Linked DNA regions of Sus scrofa: region 2 is linked to region 1. The links are chromatin contacts, called in public Hi-C maps. All regions are on one chromosome and are shown on one strand. The core of a region is the stretch at or near the end of the contact, and the rest is flanking DNA. Distances in the headings are between cores, read along the strand shown.

Region 1 (5,508 bases), core at 1,476-3,975:
ATTGTGCAATAATTGTAATTTAGCCCCACAAAGTTCCCAAGCAAATTGAAACCGACAGGATTTTTTTTTCTTTTTCTTTTTTTTTTCATTTTAAAAGCTGAAAACTTTCACCTGAGTGGTAAAAATTTTGAGAACCCCAAGCAGAGTGGAAAACCCTGGAATTAGCATTTGAAAACAAGATTTCTTCAAATCCCACCTCAGCTCCTTCTTGACATGTAGCCTTGGCTGTGTTTCTCTGAGCTTCATCTGTAAGACTAGACTGAAATTTACCTTTTGTGGAGTTGAGATGATTTAGTGAGGAATGTTATAGTTTCATGTAGTTTCACATGACATAATTAGAATATTAAGAGTAGAACTGATGGTGTGCTAGGAGGAACTGAGCTACACCAACTTCAAATTCCAGCTACTCACACTGGGCATGGATGATGCTGGATAAATGTCATCTCTGTGCACCTCAGTTTCCTCATCTGTAACATGCGTTATCTTGAGATGACACATATATACCCTGGTACATTATAGAAGTCTGATAAACATTTACGTCCTTTGGGAACCGTTAAGTGTTACGCAAATTTTTAAAAAGTTATTATTCCCACTTTTCTAGTCTAATGTATCATAATGCTTCATTTCCCAGAGATACAAACAGAAACCTAAACCTCCTGTCAAAACACGTGTGATATGTGATAGATGCTAAGGGCAAAGAAGAGTTAAAAACACTAAAAAATGTAAGACATACTATATTTTATATATATATATATATATATATATATATATATATATATATTTTGGCCATGCCCACAACATGCAGATATTTTTGGGCCAGGGATTGAACCCAAGCTACAGCAGTGACCCACGCCACAGCAGTGACAATGTCAGATCCCCAGCTACTAGGCCACTAAGGAACACCAGATGTATTTTATAGTAATAATTATTATAACATATTATTATTACACTTTACCACTCCCATTACTTTGCTGTATTACATTTAGCCAGAACCGGGGGGTGGGGGGGAATACATATAGCTTCTACAGAGCAAGCTAGGATTCAAATCAGTCAACTAAGAAATCCTGTCCTCCTTTGTCCCCTCTCCAGGGAGTCAGTCTCAAAGGAGAGAGGTGATTTTTCAATCTCTAGTCCCGTCTAATTATTGAGTCAGTTATCACAAAGTCTAATCAATTAACATTGTCTGATTAGCATAAAACATCGTTCTTCCCTGCCTGCTTCCATATAGATCCTGGCAGGGTTCAGAGAGCCCGTGTAAGAGTCCTTAGAATTGTTCCCCTGTATCTGACAGATTTGTACTACATCTGGATACAGCCCTCTGGCCATTAGCAAAGATTCCCAAGCAGTGTCCTTTGGGCATAGATTTATTCATCCACTGTAGTTACAGGGGTCACCACGCACATCCCAGATGAGCTCAGGCACTTTCAGGGTGATATGGCCATAGACCACACACATTCCAACCACTTTATTACCTGGCAATTCTGCACGGCCTACGTGCCGACCATATAAATTGTCTACACAGCAAACTCAGGAACTGGTGAGATTAGTCCCGTTAGAGAGCACTAGCTCTGCATTGAAAAAAAAGGGGGATGGAGTTCCCATTGTTGCTCAGTGGGTTAAGAACACCACATAGTGTCCTTGAGGATGCAGGTTCGATCCCTGACCTCACTCTATGGTTGCACAACTGAATGACTTAGGGGCTTGTGAAAAAACGTTGATGTCTGGCTACTCCCAGTTTGGTACTAATAATTGATCTGGGCCCAGACCTGCTTCAGCATTTTTGAAAGCTTGCTGGGTCTTGAATGACCCATACTTGAATGTGTGTGGCCAGGGTTGAGATTTCCAATGACCACTATGGGAAAAAACTCAGGAGATGTGATATATTATTTTTAAAAACCTGCTGACACTGAAGGGGACCTCATAAGTATTTGTTAATTTAGAAAAAGGCATGTTTCCAACATTAGCACATATAGATAATAGATATAGAGCTAATTTTTCCAACACTGCCTACCTTTTGCATCTTTTCCAAGGTCCTACCTGGCATGACAGTTATCTACTCTCATCAACCTTTCTTGCCCCCTGTTTTTTTAATGTTTATTTTTAATGTATACTTATTTATTCATTTTCTTTTTACGGCCACACCAGCAGCATATGGAAGTTCCTGGGCTAGGGGTCAAATGGGAGCTGCAGCTGCAGCCTACACCACAGGAACCCCGAATCTGAGCTGAATCTGTGATCTACGCTGCAGCTCATGGCAATGCCGAATCCTTCAAAATGACCTGAAAAAAAGCCGGGTTTGTAAATGCATTTTATGTGGTCATGTGGAAGCAACCCACACGGCTCATCCCCAGATTGGAACATCTATGCCAGTGTCTTTGTTTCCAGCCAGTGCCATTCTTCTGCTAATTTTGAGTTCATGCCTCTCTGAGAATCACCCACAGACCTTTTTATGCCAAAATTACAGAGTCCTTTATCATCCCTCCCACAGTCTCCCAAAATGAGGAGCCCTGGCGTTTTCTATGTGTGTGTTTGTTGTGGTTTTCTTTTCAATACAGCATGGCTGCTCCTCTAAGCCATTTAGCCCTCACAGGCTCCTTGCCCGAATATGCAACTGATAAATATATTCCTGGCTCAAACAGTAGGCCCCAAATTACGAAATGACTCTCCTCTGACTGGACTTTGGCACCCAGGAAGCCCAATTCGACAGAAGTCTTGAGCAAAGACAAACAATTGTGGTGCCCCAGTCCTTGGCAGATAAATGTCTTCCAGGCACTGACTGCCATTCCGCTTGGAGTTGCCTCACTAGAGCAGATGCGGGTCCGCCGGAGGTTCACCTTTGCAGTATGCATTTTAGAAATAAGCATTCTGAGCGCCGGGCCCACACCCAGGTGAGTCGCTTTTCTCTTCGCCTCTAGAATTTCCCCAGGGCTTTGGTATTGCAAGGTCGGCTGTTTAGCAGCAAAGCAGGTAGGACACTTCCACCCACAATGAGATATCTAGCCCCAGAATTTAAACTTTGCAAAAGGGGGAGAAAAAGCCCAGGTGTGTCTTTCAGAGCTTTCTCGGGAAAACTGCCACTGTTTGTTTCCAGGGATTTCTTTTAAACAAGGTGTTCAGATGTTAAGACCGAGATATTCTTTAAATACTGGACATATGAAACAAAGCCGGTTCTTATGAGCGTGTAATAAACCTGGGTTTATCAGTGTCTCAGGCCTGAGGAGTCTTAAGTTTCAGGAAATGAACTTTCCCTCCCTCAGCCTTCCTAACACTCTTTAGTTATTGGCTGCACCCTCCTTTGTCCCCCACGTGAGGTGAAGGTGGCTCATTTTGCTTCTCCACCTCGACATTCCAAGTTGTGTCCAGAGGCACACACTTTGCCCTTAGGTTGAGGGTGGGTTTCCTCCGTTCGAGAAGAATCCCCATCACCCACGGTGCAGACCTGTCGGCTGGGCTTCCAGCAAAATGCTCTCCTCTTGCTCTGATCCTAATCGGGAACATGAAGCCCACACCAAGCCCATCCAAGAAATAAACCAGCCAGACAACATGTGCTCACAGACCGACTATGCTGTGCCCAGGATGGCCGGAGAACACACAGACCTGTGTCATCCGATACGAGTGCCAGCACTGAAACATTCTGGGCTGTGACAATAGCTGGGCGAAATTATCTACCCAAACACCGTCCCTCTGTCTGATGTGACAGTGACCTCTATTCAACTTGCCTTTGTCATTTGACGCTTGGTTTCACCAAACTCTGTTTTGGACCCTGATGTCCATCGCAAGCCCATCTTCGCCTGCCTCTTGGCTGCAGTGGAAACTGCCATCGGGCCCTGCTAGGCACATGGTTTGCTCACTGGGCTGTGTCTTCCAGAAGGAGACACACAGAGATACTACAGGACCAGGGATTGACTGAAGCACTCTGCCAGGCTTTCCTTCACCCTGGCTCTCCCTCTTGCCACCTTATCTGAGAAGTATTGCTGCATTCAGGAAGTACTGCATTTACTGGGCATCAGGTACAAAGAGGACTCGGGAAGCCAGTTACTGAAAGTTGCTTTCGCCCTCTTGTACTCACCCTGACCCTTTCTTAAGTTAAAAAAATAATTTCGACAACCCACATTCCTGGGTTGTGACTCCTGCTGATCAAAAATGAGAGGCCATGGGGAAGGCTTCCACTGCTTTGAAATTTGGACCCCCTGGGTCCTGGCCATGCTCAGCTGTCCCTGGGAGGGGTAGAAAGCCCCCTCGGCTGGCCCCCCCAGCTCTGAGCAGCTGCACCACTGGCTTGGATTTGGCTTCAATCACTCCCACTGTCATGCCCTTGAGAGTCTGGTAGGGGTGCCCTGCTCAGAACACTCTGTGCTCTGCCCTTTGATATAGAGCTGCGGTCAGAGTGTTCAAACCCATCATGAAATGAGACATAAAGTTCAGCCAAGGAACTAAAATTTGCGAAAGATTTGAAAATACAAAAATGAGGAGTTCCGTTGTGGTGCAGCAGGTTAAGGATCCAGTGCTGTCACAGCTTGTCACTGCTTGTCACAGCTTGGGTGGCTGCTGCAGCACAGCTTTGATTCCTGGCTCAGGAACCTCCACATGCCACAGGCTCATCCCAAATAATAATAATAATAATAATAATAAATAAAATACAAATTTGGTCAAACTGGAGCATCCCTTTGGAGCTAGACTTTCCAAGCTCAAGCTGAGGTGCCATCACTTGCTTATCAACCATGTAAGTCTGGACAGTCTCTCCGAACTCTTACTCAACCTCCCTGTTTCTTGGTTCCTTCATCTGTAAGACAAGGATTGTAGTCACTTCCTAGTACCACAAACTGGGTGGCTTCAAAGAACAGAAATTTATCGTCTCACAGTTCTGGAGGTTCCATGGCTGAAATCAAGGTGTCAGCAGGGCCGTGCCCCCTCTGATACTCTGGGTAGGGACCTTCCTAGTTTCTGGCAGTGGCCAGCAATCTTTCACATTCCTTGGCTGCAGCCACATCATTTCCATCTCTGCCTCTGTTATCACGTGGCCACCTTCACACCATCTCCTCTCTGTGCATATCTGGCTGGCTCCAGATTTCCCCTTTTCTGAAGGACATCAATCATGGATTAAGGTCCATCCTAATGACCTCATCTTCATTAGATGACCTCTGTGAAGACCCTGCTTCCAAATAAGGTCACGTTCTGAGGTACAGGGGTTAGAATGTCAACATATCTTTTTGACGAGACACTTGACGAGACACAATTCAGCCCATAGCAATAGCAATGATAGCACCTACCTAATAAGATATTTTGTGAATTATTTTATGTGGAATGTATTTCATCCGTGCCTGCTATGCTGTAAGAACTCTGTAAATGTGAAGTATGCTTTAAAATAATAACCTTGCTATTTTTTTCACTTTGGTATGCTTTCTGGTGTCGGAGAGGAGGGGATGGAGTGACAGCTAGCCTTCTGGGGAGAGCACATGCGTGCAGACATTTTATCTTAAGCCAACACTACAGTGAGCTCTTGCAACT
Region 2 (5,360 bases), core at 2,327-4,826, 500 kb before region 1:
GCTTCTGCTGCTAGAGTTTCTTGCCACCAGTTGCTCCTATGTAACCTCTCTGGCAGGTTTAACGGTAAGCTGCAATATCCCCTCACTGCAAATAGCACACAGCAGCTTCTCTGAAATATGCCACCGAAAGCCATCTCTCGTGCCTTGTGGTAAAAGGGATAGAACACACAAGCCCCCCTCTGCTGTTAGACGGGAGGACTCAGAGCAGAGCTGTCCACAAGAACTCAACCTCACAGAATGCACCACTCTTTCCTCTCCTCAGGCTCCGAAAAATTTTTGCATTCTCAGTCTCTAACTTGTTCTTTGACCATCCTTTTTGAAATATCTGAATGGCCATCTTTTTCCCACCTCACTTTGATTATTGAAATCCGTTGCCTTCTGTTCGACAAAAATTTATGTTAAAATACTATTACATACAAATGTTTCCCATAGTGCTAGTGCATTGGAGCCATATATGGAATAGCGAGGGAATGGGTTTTGAAACTTTAAAAACCTACTTTTGTATATCTGTATATACAGATGGCCAACAAACACATTAAAAAATGCTTAACATCCCTAATTATTAGAGAAATGTAAATCAAAACTACCATGAGATACCACCCCACACCAGTCAGAATGGCCATCATTAATAAGTCCACAACTAACGAGTGCTGGAGGGGGTGTGGAGAAAAGGAACCCTCCTGCACTGTTGGTGGGAATGTAAGCTGGTACAACCACTGTGGAGATCAGTATGGAGCTAACTTAGAAATCTATTAGAACTTCCATATGACCCAGCAGTCCCACACTCTTGGGCATATATCTGGACAAAACTTTCCTTGAAAAAGACACATGCACCCGCATGTTCATTGCAGCACTATTCACAATAGCCAAGACACAGAAACAACCCAAATATCCATTGACAGACAACTGGATTAGGAAGATGTGGTATATACACACAATGGAATACTACTCAGCCATTAAAAAGAACAAAATAATGCCATTTGCAGCAACATAGATGAAACTAGAGACTCTCATCCTGAGTGAAGTAAGTCAGAAAGAGAAAGACAAACACCATATGATATCACTTATATCTGGATTATTCTAGATATATATTCTAGATATAAGTGATGTGCTGTATTCCAATATACAGCACAAAGAAACCTTTCCATGGAAAAGAAAATCATGAACTTGGAGAATGGACTTGTGGCTGCCCGGGGGGAGAAGAGGGAGGGAGTGGGATGGATTGGGAGCTTGGGGTTAACGGATGCAAACTTTATTGCTCTTCAAATGGATTTACAGTGAGATCCTACTGTGTAGCATTGAAAACTATGTCTAGATACTTACAACATGACAATGGGAGGAAAAAATGTATACATGTATGTGTAACTTGGTCCCCATGCTGTACAGTGGAAAAAATAAAATAAAAAAATAAAAACCTATTTTTAAAGAAAGGCAAGACTCAGACTCATCACAGTGATTCAGACTCAGGTTTGCATCACTATGATCCTGTGTGGTGACCACGAATTGGCTGCTTGGTCACACTTTTAGAGGGTTTAAGAAAATATAAAAGTCATATACTCTTAACAGGTTTAAGACAATATAATTATGTATATGTTGGGGGCTCGGAGAAGTCCTACAAGATTGTTATAATATAGAACATATTTTTTATTATTATAAACAGCCTAAAAATTATAAGAGTAGAAATAATGAAGAGAAAGCCCACAGCATTGATAGTTTTATTTCATTTTATTTTATTGTTGTCTTTTTGTATTTTTAGGGCTGCACCTATGGCATATGGAGGTTCCCAGGCTAGGGGTCCAGTCGGAGCTGTAGCCACGGCCTACACCTCAGCCACAGCAACACCAGATCTGAGCCGCATCTGTGACCTACACCACAGCTCACGGCAATACCAGATCCTTAACCCACTGAGCGAGGCCAGGGATCAAACCCACAACCTCATGGTTCCTAGTTGGATTTGTATCTGCTGTGCCACAATGGGAACTCCATATTGATGGTTTTAAAAAGCAATGCATTTTGTAGTTTTCATGTTTGTGTATGTTTTACCTGTTCTTTTAAGTGTTTAAGAGAACTGGTGTTAAATTGCTAGCCTTCCTCAGTATCTGGTATCTATTCTTATTTCTTCCTTTCTTTTTTTCCTAAGTAATAGAATCCTCAGATTCTAAGCTGGCACATGGCTGTCCCGCTGGAAAATACATTTTCAGTCTTCTTTGCAGCTGTGATTACATTTTGGTCAAAAGCATATGAGTAGATTTATGTTTGCAACTTATGGATCATCTTCAACTTAAAATCAATTCTGTTAACTGTGGACTTCTTGTCTGTTCCAGCAGGCAGGAACACAGATGTGCAGTGACCCAGGTTCTATCGTAGAGCTGTGGACAACACTCTAGGCCTAACAGAGATAGGAGGAACTTCTGTTCCTGAATGACCTGTGGAAGAGCTGTCTTATTAGTTAAAACAAGTGGATGTTATATAAGAAACACATGTCTTAGTTTAAGCCATTGCATTTTCAAATCTCTTTGTTATATAGCATCTTTGCTTTTACCCTTAAAATATAGTAAAATTTAATTAATTAAGTATCCTAGTTATCTATTGCTATGTGCCAGAACCATAGCTTCCCCAATTTTCATGGCTTAGAACAAAAAAATTCTTATCTTTTATAGTTCTATGGGTTGACTTATTAGCTCAGGCTGAATAGTTCTCCCATGGGATCTCTTATATTGCTATCGGATAGATGCAGAGATTAGAGTCATCTGAAAGCTCCATTGGTTTGGACATCCAAGAGGGCTACTCACATGACTAGAATTTGATGGTGGCCAGGAGCTCAACTAGAGTCGAGACTGTGATGGGAGCACCTTTTTGTGGCCTCTCCATGTGGTTTAGGCTTCTCACTACATGATGTCTGGGTTCCAAGAATGAATATTCTAAGAGACATGGGTAGAAATTCCAATGCTTCTTAAAATCCAGCCCTGGAAGTCCCAGAGCATCACTGGTCATCAAGACACTAAGGCCAGTTGAGATTCAAGGAGAAAGGGATTAGACTCACATCTTAATGGAACAAATAGCAAAGAATTTGCACCCATCTTTAATCTACCACATTAACTGCATGAGAATTTTCCCCCAGAGATTCTTTCTAAAATGTTGCCAGTATCTTAAATTATTTTTCTACATTAAAGCTATTTTATATAGCAAAGTTTAATAGATTAATCATTAATTACATTGCAAATAATGGTTAGTATTCCTCTTCACCACATAAAAATGCTGTAAACATTGAATAATCTTTGCAAACATTAAACTGAATAACTTTACATCAGAAGAATGTAAAATACAAAGACTTTATATGAATGAAATACCAGAGGACCACTGTCAGAGCCATGCTTACGACTATTTGATAACCTTTTTGAGATATATTGGAATAAATGTTTTGCCAGGTTATCTCATTTCTCTTTCTAAAACCCAGTGAGGTATGTTCTATTTTTGTTTGGACGATTGCGTAATTGTACTATTGTATGTTTACAGTTGTGAGGAAATGAAAGCTTGGACTAAGTAAATTGAACAAAGTCACAAAGATTAAAAATGGCTGAAATCAATCCAGGGTTCAGGGGCTAAACCACAAAACTAAACCTGGATCCCTACAGCTCTGTTTTGAACAAAGATTGTCTTTTACACTCTCCTGTATGTTAGTAACATGATTAAGGAAGTTTCTGCTTTGTATTTTTTTTTTAAATATTAACTTTTTCATGTCAGCATGTGGATACTCTCTTCCAGTTCTTTCTTATGAGTAATAACAATTTCTCAGTGCTTTCAATTATATCTTATACTCGTTAGGATTAACTTTATAAAATTTAGAACTAATTATACAGAGAAAAATCATAGCAGTTCACATTCAAAAGTCAGTTATTATTTATATCCTGAACTGTTTTGTCTTTCCTGTGTTTCCTACATCAAATTTATATTGCATTTACCATTTTGTGCTCTGCTTTGTATTTTTGTTTACCATATAATAAATGCATTTTACTGTTATCAAAGACATTCCAAAAATCATATTAAAAACTTTCATGGTAAGGAACATTCCACACCTACACCAAAATGGAATAGTGTGGTAAATCCCATGTAATCATTACACAGCATGAAAGTGGCTGATATTCCATCTTCAGTTATTTCTACTTCCCTCAGCTCCAATCACTATATCACTTCATCTAAGCATAACTTTTAATATTTGAATGTTTTCAATCTTATCGTGAACCATATTTTGCTTATATGAGAACATCTGGTTATAACTGGAATCTTATCACCATATTCCTGATCAGAGCATCCACACTGTTCTATGATTATATTAAGAGGAAAAAACTTCCAGGCTCTCATAGGAACATCTGTGCCATCTGAGGCTTCCTCTAATTAACTTCCATGCTGCTGAATCCTCAGTGAGATTCTCTATACTTACACAACACATTGATATACAAAACAGATCAGATTAATAAAAAAGCCAAAGCTCTAGTATTAATCATTTTTGAAAGCATAAAATTCACATCTGGCAATTTTGAAAACACACAATAAGTTACAGAGATGAAGACACATTTCTGATTTCTGATACCATTAGACAGTTAATGTACTTTTCATCTTAAAATATTAACAGCTCTGTCCTATAAAACCCTTCTTTTCATTATAGATTCAATATGTGTTAACCCTTCCATTGGCCCTCATCTTTGCCCAAGAGAGTATTTATCAAGTTGATTTATATCTCTTGTTCATAATGAAGCTAGTGAAAATTGCCTGCCTCCAAATACTGCTTAAGAGGGTTTGCTAAAATTCTTTCAATAATCCTTTGGGAAAGAAAACATCAGCAAAAATAATTGAGAAAAAAGTCTCTGTGACAAGAACTAGAGATTGTTTATGAGGTAGAAGAATGTCTGAGAGCCAGTTGCAAGGACATCTGGTTATATGACCATAAGCAAAATTCTGTCAAAAATTTTATTTAAAAACCCATTTTGAAAAGGTTTATAACTCTGCTGATTCAGTTCCCATGGGTTCAAATCTGACTTTAAAAAAAATTGTGATCTGAAACCACATTTGCCAAGCCATCTGAGCTGAGGATTTAAGAAAAAGGATGACAGCAAAGTATTTTATTATAGAGTATATTTACTCTTTCTGCATTAAGTACTTTTTCTGCAAATTATGTACTTTTTCTATATTTGAGATAAATTGGGAGTTATTTGTATGCTGTTGGTTCACTTTGCATTTAATTCTCATCCTTTCTCTCTCTGTAGTCTACTGAGTACATGAATGTTGAGATTAGACCCATGCCCCATGTATTCACTGGTGTTATTTAGTCCCTGTGTGTGTTGTTAATTAAAAAAATAGTA

Evidence for each region. A called contact is a pair of places that touch in the nucleus more often than the background predicts.
Region 2: a Hi-C map of liver shows a contact between it and region 1, with 2.1 times the contacts expected there. The contact joins the enhancer-like site here to the promoter of C9 in region 1. A contact is called at or near these places in 1 of 5 promoter capture datasets (liver) and 1 of 47 Hi-C or Micro-C datasets (liver).

Annotation. Positions count from the first base shown.
Region 1 is chr16:24,573,156-24,578,663 of Sscrofa11.1, reverse strand. It overlaps C9 (complement C9), which reads left to right and starts at 2,725. Exons shown (of 12, transcript NM_001097448.1): 1 at 2,725-2,888. The coding sequence starts at 2,812.
Region 2 is chr16:25,076,892-25,082,251 of Sscrofa11.1, reverse strand. No RefSeq gene overlaps it. Among named protein-coding and RNA genes, the nearest start is that of DAB2, 300 kb to the right of the region's middle. Within about 2 kb of position 3,576, at least 2 of the 83 cell types and tissues checked have an H3K27ac peak or open chromatin away from gene starts, as enhancers often do. A contact at or near this core is called in liver, where this site is marked.